Regions from separate parts of the Zea mays genome. Here regions 1 and 3 are each linked to region 2. Evidence: chromatin contacts called from public Hi-C data. All regions are on one chromosome and are shown on one strand. The core of a region is the stretch at or near the end of the contact, and the rest is flanking DNA. Distances in the headings are between cores, read along the strand shown.

What was found. A called contact is a pair of places that touch in the nucleus more often than the background predicts.
Region 1: a Hi-C map of leaf shows a contact between it and region 2, with 5 times the contacts expected there. The contact joins the promoter of LOC100383053 here to the promoter of LOC103641749 in region 2. A contact is called at or near these places in 3 of 25 Hi-C or Micro-C datasets (bundle sheath, ear and leaf).
Region 3: a Hi-C map of tassel shows a contact between it and region 2, with 4 times the contacts expected there. The contact joins the promoter of LOC100282490 here to the promoter of LOC103641749 in region 2. A contact is called at or near these places in 3 of 25 Hi-C or Micro-C datasets (ear, leaf and tassel).

Annotation. Positions count from the first base shown.
Region 1 is chr10:127,508,924-127,512,374 of Zm-B73-REFERENCE-NAM-5.0, reverse strand. It overlaps LOC100383053, which reads left to right and starts at 1,664. Exons shown (of 1, transcript NM_001175729.1): 1 at 1,664-3,451. The coding sequence starts at 1,715. The coding sequence ends at 3,208.
Region 2 is chr10:127,088,176-127,091,217 of Zm-B73-REFERENCE-NAM-5.0, reverse strand. LOC103641749 (hapless 8) reads left to right here and starts at 1,264. Exons shown (of 4, transcript XM_008665080.3): 1 at 1,264-1,574; 2 at 2,436-2,778. The coding sequence starts at 2,627.
Region 3 is chr10:127,401,666-127,405,166 of Zm-B73-REFERENCE-NAM-5.0, reverse strand. LOC100282490 reads right to left here and starts at 2,240. Exons shown (of 9, transcript NM_001155399.1): 1 at 1,903-2,240; 2 at 1,258-1,358; 3 at 740-1,160. The coding sequence starts at 2,028.

The DNA.
Region 1 (3,451 bases), core at 415-2,914, 420 kb before region 2:
TTACTACATGAACTGTAATATGGATGTGAAACTAAATCATGTCATTAATATATAAAATCAAACTGTGTAAGCCAACTGAGGAAACAAAACACAATCTATGCCCCGCGTTCCAAATTACAGATCACTTTAGATTAATTCTGTGCCAAACTTATGTAAATTGACCAAACATTTAGGAAGCTATATTAACATCTACAGGTTCAATACTAAAGTACCAAAACATATTTTATGGTGAATTTAATGAAACTAATCTGACGTTGTAGATGTTGGTGCATTTTTCCATAAACTTGGTCGAAGATAAAAAAAAAGTTTGACTTAGGACAAAGCTAATGCAACATTTAATTTGGAACAGGGGGAATACAAGACACTGAATGTGTGGAGGATCAGTCTAGCCATGACTGTAATTGTCTACTCTACAATAATATTGAACATCACATAAAACCACAGGGAGCTCCACCAGAAATTTAGCAGTAAACTGAACAAAATGCTGGTATGGACCACTGTGATCAACCAGGATGATGATGCAGAGCACATATAAACGTACGGATTGGCCCCAACAGGTTACCATTGCACAGACTCTAGCAGTTTTGTAGTTGAGTATGACAAACCAACATGGAACTTACATTTATGAACTTATTTCTCATAAATATAATTGCCTAAATTCCTCTTCCCCCAAATGCACAGGGCAGATTGAGCCATTTCACAGGGCAGACAAAGATATGAAATTCACCCAAAAATGCCCCAACCAATAAAAATCAAATCTTTAGCCACAGCAGGAGAAAGAGGACGAAATAGATGCACGCGTACCGTAGCGCGCCCAGAGCTGGGGCTGGACACCGGAGCACTCGCGGACAAGGAAGGGGAGGGAGGGGTTGCGGGCCTTGATGTCACCATAGTTCTTCTTCACGAACTCCCTGCGGGCGACCAGATCGCCAGCGCACCGAATCAGAAACAACAGTTTTAGATAGTCAAATCGGACGGGAAGAGTCGAAGAAGGTGCAAGGTTTGTACCGTCGTGGTAGATGCCGGTGATCTTGAAGTTGCAGGCCTGCTCGGCGTCGTTGCTGGCGATGAAGACGCTGACCTTGGTGGGCCCCCGCAGCTGGATCACGGACGGCTTCACGACGCTGAACACGAGGTCCCACCGGCGGGAGCTGTCGCCCTGGAGCCGGGTTTGCCGAGGCGAGGCGGCGGCGGCGCTCGCTGTTGGAGATCCATGGGCGGGCGCGAAGGGAGCACGGGAGGGAGCGGCTGCGGCGCGGCTGCGGGATCCGTGGGGGATGCGGGATCCGTGGTGGGGGCGGGGCGATGCGTGGGGGGTGAGAGCGTGCGCATCGGACGGCTGAGAGACTCTAAAGCGTATTGGACGGTTGAGATCGTCAGAAGGCAGAACCAAGCAGAGACAGCCTACCCCTTAGAGCCTTAATAGGTAGTATAGATATGCTTAACAACATAATAAAAGATTAACATCAAATTATATATTTATTTATTTTAAAATATTAAATTTGTTGGACACGGTGGACGCTGGACAAAGGCAGGGCTGCAGGGGTTCCGGTTCCTTCTCTATCAGCCGTTGGACCGTTCCGCTAACGTATCGTAATTGAGAGGGCTCCTTCGTAAAATCCCTCACCCGAACAATGGATCGTAAATTCCCCGGCAGGGGAATCGCCTGCATCCGCCCTTCCCAAACCCTAGCATCTCGAATCCGCCGGTCGCCATGGCACCGTTACGGCGCTGGGCAGACCTGCCGGCAGATCTCCTCTGCCGCATCGGAGACCGGCTCGACCTCAAGTGGTACGCCAGCGCGCGGGGCGTCTGCACGGCGTGGCGCTGCGCGCTTCCGCCGCCGTCGCCCGCGCTCCTCGTGGTCGCTGACGACGCTCGCTGTTGCCCCTACGCTGCCTCCCTCCCCACGCGGAGGTCATTCGAGCTCACCGCCATCGTCTCGGGAAGCCGCTGCATTGGCTCCAGCAACGGCTGGATCGCGCTCTCCGTCGTCCTCTTCAACGGCAAGACCGTCTTCGTGCTCCTCAACCCCATCGCCGCTGTGGAGATCCTCCTCCCGCCGCTGATCTACGAGAGTCGCTGGGTTTCCAAGGTCGTCTTCACCCCGAGCCCCGCCAAGGATGACTTCGCCGCCGCGGCAATCTGCGATATCGACAGGATCGCGTACGTCACCGCCGGTGCCAGGAGGTGGGCCGTCATGGACCCCGTCCGCCTCACCTGCGGGGACCAGCTCACCGACGTCGTATACACCGACAAAGGTAAGGTCTTTTGCCTCACCAAGTGCGGGGACGTGCATGTGCTCCGTCTTCCTGAGCGCCGGCGCCGGAAGCCTGCCAACGCTGATGAAGCAGGATCCTCGGAGCCAGAGTTCTCTGTTCTCCAGTCACCACAACCTAATGAGCGCACAATTACATTCCGCCCACTGCGTTGGCAACATCAGCGCAATTTTCGGATGATGCGCTATGAACAGGCCCGGCCAAGAGACCAGGATCTAACTATTCCACTGAGGGTGACCTTCTGTGCAGAGACACTCATCCCATATAAGAAAGTTCCACCTGAATCGCAAGGACCACACCTAAATGCGCCGGCCACTGTTGAGCCCCTGTTGTCTGAGGCCAACCTCCCGTTCAACCCTGCCACTGTCTTTGCTCCACCTTATGACACTGTCTCGTCGTTCACTAGTGCGAAGAACTTGGTGTTCTGTGAGGGCAATCTGTACCAAGTTTGGAGGAACGCAAGCTGCACTGTTACTTTGCAGCTGCCTGCAGGAGGTCAGCATCGCGTCGCTGAAAATGAGATATTGGTGCTGAGGTATTATCCTCGACGGCGGCCTTGCTGGGATGTGGTGAAGGACCTGGGAGGTCACTCGCTTTTTGTGGGAAGGAACAATGCGGTGTCGATGTATGGAGAGGGTGTGCCAGGACTGAGGGGCAACTGTGTCTACTGGATTGGTGGGCGTGGTAGGGATCAAGGCATGGTTTTTGACATGGAATCTGGGAGGTCCACGCCGTGCAGGGTTCCTCCTGTTGGCTTTTTACCTGGGCATCCGCATAGCACAATCTGCTGGTATTTCTTGAGCGATGTAATGAGCATCAATAACTGCTACAGCAATAGTGTCAGCAGCAGCAACAGCAGTGGAGGAAGAAAAATTTATCAAACTCGAGCAAGAGCACGAGCAGATCTTGCACAAGACATGGAAGAATGACTGCGTCGCCGAACTTCTCGGCGACATAATGAGTACCACCAAGCACCTTGGTGGGAATTGAGTTATTGCTTGTGGTCTTGGGAGTTGGAGTTTGATTTCAAGGCGGAGCAAAATCTTACAGAGATGGCTGAGGAACTGCCTCATCTGTAGCCTGTTTCTTAAAATAATGTCCAGTTTCTTTACTTGCCTGTAGCCTCTATAAGTTTGTATGCTTATTCCATGTAACCAGATAATAATTATTAT
Region 2 (3,042 bases), core at 15-2,514:
TTTGCTACATAATTTTAAAACTATGGGTCCTTAGCATTGAACTATCAACTTGTGATTTCTAAGGCCATCTTGTATTTTTTTCGATGGCAAAAACTAGGTCCTAGCGTTGCATTATATTTCTATATTAAAACTAGAAGATGTGTTATATTTTATATAAAACTTTGGCATTAGTTTAGTATTTTTTAGTTTAATGAAATAGTTATTAAATTTTAAGGAGTGAAACATTTTTTCATTACTTCTAAAATGTGTAAAATCCCGTTAAAGCCAGATAGATGGCAAATTTATGCAGTATCAATAGTTCCGTTGTAAGGATCTTGACCCTTAATTTCGTAGTAAAAAAACAAAATCGAATAGTGGTGGTTGGTTTAAAATAGAATTTTCGAAATGGCCAAATATACCCTCGCGAAGAGCGATTGTTGCGTGGAAAATATAGACAAGGCCATCGATGACAACAGAGAGAAGGTAAGAGAGAGAAAGAGCACTCAATACGATCGAAATATAAATAAATATAGTTAATGTAGAATACGACAAAAAACCCACATATTTTCTTGCGTCAGCGCTCCCCTTTCTCTCTCTATGAGTCTGAGCCTCCTCTTTTTCCTCGCTTCAAAAGCAAATACACCTCTTGAACGGCTGCAGCTAACAGTATTCGTTCCGTTCTAAAATAAATACACTTTTAAAGTTTCAATAAAGAATTATAAAAAACCATTCACTTTAGAAATAAGAAATATAAAAAACTAGCTAGATCGTCTTATATCTAGAAATATACTTGCTTTAAAATAAATTATAAATATTTCAGAATAAATTGGAAACACAAGGCGTGACCGAGTGAGTACAGCCAGCTAGCCAGCCCCGCCTTTGGCTTGGCTTGGTGGAGAACCAGATGCCTTTTATGTGTGAGTGGTTGGCGTTTCCTTCTCTCTTCTAATCTTTTTTTTTTCTGCAGCAATTTCGGAGTACTCTCTGTCTCAATATTTTTTATAACGTTTAGACACATAGTTCATCCTTTTTAAAATTGTTATATAAATATTAATTATTTATTATTAGATATATTTTAATAACGATTTATTTACTTTATTATTTATAGAAAACCGATTAAGAGTCTGTTTGTTTGTTTGTGTAGGATTATAATATGATATGATCAGATTATATAATCTAATTTATTTAAAACTTGGATAGATTATAGTCTTAAATAAATAGGCCCTAAAATAAATGATCAAATATAATATAATGCGTCGTCTAATGCGTTATCTATCTTGCCACCGAGCGAGTAGAGTATTCGGCTATTCGCACACAGACAGCGTGGTGCCGAGAGAGAGAAAGTGGTGGTGGAATACATAGCAAGCCAAAAAAAAAACATTTCTTCCCTTTTTCCTTGCCTCGCTTCCCCTCCCCCGTCTCCTGTTCTCTTCTCCCTTCTCCGTCTGCTTCAGCCCCCAGAAATCGAAGCCACCACCACCATAGAGCTCCGAGCCCCTCGCCCTCCTCCCCGCCTGTTCGCTGCGTGGATCTACAGGCAGGATGCTCACTCCCGCGCGCGCGGGCGCCGCTCGGTGAGCGGCTGTGAAGAAAAGGTAAGAGAACTGCCGGAGTTCTCCGAGTTAGTACGTGCGGTGACTTCGTAGGCGGTTCTCGATTTGCTTGACTTGAATCCGCTCTGTTGGATTTTTCCCTGCTCTTGCGCGTCGCTTCCCCTTACGAGACTCATCGCTGGAACTGGAAGATTGGCGTCTGCGGAATGGATCTCTTCAGGCGGAGTTGGGATTTCTCGCGTGCTTCTCTCACTGCTTGTGACTGAGCGCTAGATCTCCGCTGCTTTTCGTGCTTGCTTGTGTTGTTCTTGGCTACCGGCAAAGTTTCCCGATCCCTGCATCTGCCTTTTCCAGATTTGGTACGGATTAGGCCCCCGTTCTCGAACTCCTTCCTGTACGTCCTCCCATGCCTCGTCGTCCATATCCAAGCCACATAAATCCCCGATTAGGCCAGTGATGAAGCAACAGAAAATCCTTACTTTTTATTGGTTTCTCGCCATATCTCTAGTTAATAAGCTCCCTTTACTCTTTTCTTCTTTTGCTATTTATTTCCCCATCAAGAAAGCACTACCATACAAGCTACCCTCCAGTGCTTGGCAACTGTTCATGTCTTCTTCCTGCTGTTCCCTTTCTGCGAATCCTTTGCAAGAGTTGCATGATCCGTGTAGACTTCCCCTTAATCTGCTCCAAGACTAGCCCGTTCACCACCTTGCCCCGGGATGATATTTTATGTGCTTTTGTGCTACTTCGAGGGCAGCTCCCTCCGCTCTTGTCCTCTCCTCTCTGCATCTATCTCTCTCTTGCTGCATCGATCAGCATAAAATCATGCCATTATATTCCCAAAGAACAGCTGGTTTGGTTGTGTGGACATGAAATAATATGTACCTTGGTTTCTTTCTGCAGGTGCCTGATGAGAATTGAGATAGTGGGCGGCCAAGGAAGCGAAGTTTCTCGCACTCCACCTGTTGAATTTACCAACTTGGTATGCTGGAGTGTAAGGATAAGAGCAGACCCAATTGCTTCACAGCTCTTGGGTTCTTAGTGCCGACTGTAGCAGCAGCAGATCTGGGGCGAGCAGCGAAGGCGTTCATCAGATGTTATCCAGTGAGCAGCCTTCAGGCCCCTCATGTTCCTTCAAGTCTACTGGCCCGGGTGTGAGCACTGATCCGGCAACCTCCGTGGCCGAGGGGCCGCCGAGCCAGGATCCCAGAGATCTGGTCCAACCTTATCCCAAGTTCTCCATAAGGTGAAAGAGAGATATATATACCTTTGATTCAGTACCTTGGGAGATAGATTATTTTTGGTGTTTAAGTTCTTGATGCTGGATCTCTGTCTTTATGGTGCGTCGATTATGGGGGTGTTTGGATACCCCCGTCTAAAGTTTAGTTTGGTTTTTCGGATGTCGATTTGAAGGATTAGACAGAACCTAATTATAAAGCTGATTGCATAAGTAGTGGCTAATTCTGTAGACGAATCTATTGAGTCTAATTAATCCATGATTAGAACATGT
Region 3 (3,501 bases), core at 991-3,490, 310 kb before region 2:
AAAGTAGAACGCAACCAAAGATCATAACGGCTGATTTAAGAGAATCCAAAACATTACTAATTTGTGACAAGAGAAAACACATGCTATATAGAATGGAACAGAGGTTGCATATCAATAGTGGTAGCTGTTATCTTCTTGCTAGTAGTAGGACCTTAAACTTGCAGCTTAAACTTTGAAACACATGATCATGTACTACCTTTATTAGGATAATATGATGAGCTTTTAACCTTTCCTTTCGTCTTGCACAATCTGGTGTATGTTATAATCAGGTTATAGGATTTCCATTATTGGGACAAACTACATTTTCTTAGAATACTATACTAACAATCATGAAAAGCAAAACAGTGGAAAATTCAAATTATACTGGGGCAGACACACAGAAATGGAAAATGCAGACAATGCTACTGCCACTTAACAGAATGCAATGGCTTATATAAGTTATACCCCGAGGTTTTATTGTTATAAAACCCCAAACGGGCTACACGTTGTGTAGACAGGGAAATGCACTTTATTCCATATGTAGGCAGTAATAGCGATACAGAAATGGAAATCTATTACAATGTAAGAATTTATAGTATTTTGAAGACTATAAGGGACATAAAGCTAGTCATATTCATATGTTTCATATGAGACCATCTGTTATGAATGACAATTAGCAAATGCACATACAAAAAATAGAAGATACTGTAAATGTCGCTCAAGCATGCAAAATAAGCATGAATTGAAGAGGATCAGAAACCTTGGTAGACTGCACATCTGCCTCTCTGCTCCTCTTTCTGTGGTTATGCATGTCAGGCGAGCGGGTTCGTCTTAGAGAATGTGATTTATGAAAAGCCTTTTCATCTGCATGTGATTTGTGAAAATCCTTTTCATCCACATGAGAAACATTGGCTACAACGCTTCTAAGAGGAACTGCTTCTGATTGACCTCGATCAATTGTTCCCCAATCTCTTTTTTGATGACCCCAATCTCTTTTTTTATGAGTCACCACTGTCTTCTGGGTTTCAGCTTCAGGTTCATGATTAACTTGCATGCTGCTTGTCACACTGTGAACAGGCAATCCTCTGGCAGCACTGTGAGTGCTTTTAACATCATCCTTAGAAGAGGCAGATTTAGCATGAACATAAAGGTGCAGATTTGAGGACAGATGGTCCCATAACCTGCAAAATTGTACATAGATTCATGGCGTTGTCAGAGAAAATGCATGGCACATGAAAAGAAAATGAAACAGGACAGTTTCAGGTGAACGAAGATAACCAGGATACAAATGCATCATTGTCATCGCCTAAAAAAACCTGTAGCTCCTTTGCAGCCTCATCCTTGCGTCTCCCATTCCTTAGCAACACTACAACATACTCCTGAGCAACAAGATATAGATAGATCAGCAATAATGATGGGTTATGGGTTTGCTACATCGAGAAAAGAACAGGCATAATACCAATTACCAACAATATAAATTGTACATCACAATATTGAAAACTGAAAGAAAGCAACCAAGTACTTTAACCTCCACTCCGGACACACCAGAGGTGTTGATAGGTGCGCAACAATACAAAGTCACTTCCCTCGAGAACATAGAGTAGCTGATTGCATAGGCAGCCAAATGCCAGCTATCCCCACTACACAATCCAATATATAAAACGTGGAGTGGGGTAGGGGATCGTGTGCCTCCAATCTCCGGAGCACATAACCCACGCTAAACCCCATAACATGCCCACAGCACACGATACTAAAGAAAGGCAATACCAAATGCGCGATTCGAAACGCGATTCCGCAAAATCCAGAGAGCCGCGCACCGTCCGCTATAGAACCGCATTCCACAGATGGCATGTGCGACGCTAGGGTTTTAGCAACGGATCGGGTATCGTGCCGCGGTGTGGGAAAGGGAAGCGGGGCGCTCACGGCAAGGGTGTCGTCGGAGTAGTCGCCCATGAGCTCCCTGAGCTTCTCCTTGACGCGGTCCTGCAGCATCGTCACCCCCTCGCCGGTAAAGTTCGCCTTGAACGTCCGATCCTCGCCGCCGTCCATGGGAAACCCTAGCGCCGCCGCTCCTCTCGCCCCAGCCACAGCACCAACAGTTTGAGGCGGCGAACGTGGCCGCGTCCTACGGGGCGGAAGCGGCGGGGAGGGAGGGTGGTGAGGGCGGCGGGGGAAGGGCCGCGCCCGAACGCGAGCGGCGTTGGGGTCTGGTCTCTCTGCAGTCTGGACCGTCGCGGGGACGGTCGATTGTGCGGTGCGGTGCGGTGCGGCCGTGCGGCCGCGCGCGTGTTAGTAGTACTTGGTTGCTTTGCGCCTTCGCTGAGGTTCTCTCGTGCGGTGCGATTTTGGGCCTGATACTGGACAAACTGATGCAGCTACACCAATCATGGGCCACTAACCCGATCCAATTGGCTCGAGAAAACTTAAGGTCGTTTGATTCCTTTAGACTTTACCGCGCGGTTTTCCCTCAATTTCTTCTCATAAGTCATTTTTTTCGTCACATCATTAACATATTATTCTCTACTTTTTCATCTTCCACAGCGGTTTCCTCTATATTCTCTCTCTATACCCAACTACAACTATAAAATATCATTATCCAACCATATTTATCATCTATTACCATTTTTATTCACCTATTAAAAAACAATTGTACAAATTTACAGTTGAAGGGGGACGGCAAACTCACGCTGGCTGCCGCGTGTTCCTGTTCACATCTGCTGCGTGGAGGGCCTTGTAGAGGACGCTGTTGCAGCCGTAGGGGGCTTATGTAGCCGCCAGATCGAGGGGAGGGGGCGGCCCGGCGGACGCGACTGCGGACAACCTTAGACTGTCCGTACCGGTTACCCCTAAATTTTTCCCTATATATCACTTTTTGCGTCACATCATCAATATTTCACCTCCTACTTTTTCATCTCCCGCAACGGTTTCCACTATTTTCTCTCCCTATATCCCGCTACAATCATAAAATATTATTTCATATACTACTTTTTATCCACTATCAATATTTCTTCTACTAACAATTAGAGTCGGACCCACAACACAATAGAAGGGGGGAGACGAGCACACGCTGGATCCAGCGGGAGAGAGAAGAGGAGGGCGCGTGTGGCAGCGGTAGGGGGCACCGTAGGGGGCAGCGCTGCGGCGTATAGGGGGTGTTTGTTGCTGATAGTCGCCTAGAGGGGGGTGAATAGGGCGAAACTGAAATTTACAAATATAAACACAACTACAAGCCGGGTTAGCGTTAGAAATATAAACGAGTCCGCGAGAGAGGGCGCAAAACAAATCCCAAGCGAATAAGCAAGTGAGACACGGAGATTTGTTTTACCGAGGTTCGGTTCTTGCAAACCTACTCCCCGTTGAGGAGGCCACAAAGGCCGGGTCTCTTTCAACACTTCCCTCTCTCAAACGATCCCTCGAACCGAGTGAGCTTCTTTTCTCAAATCAAAGCTGGGAACAAAACTTCCCCGCAAGGGCCACCACACAATTGGTGCCTCTTGCCTTGATTACAATGGAGTTGTGATC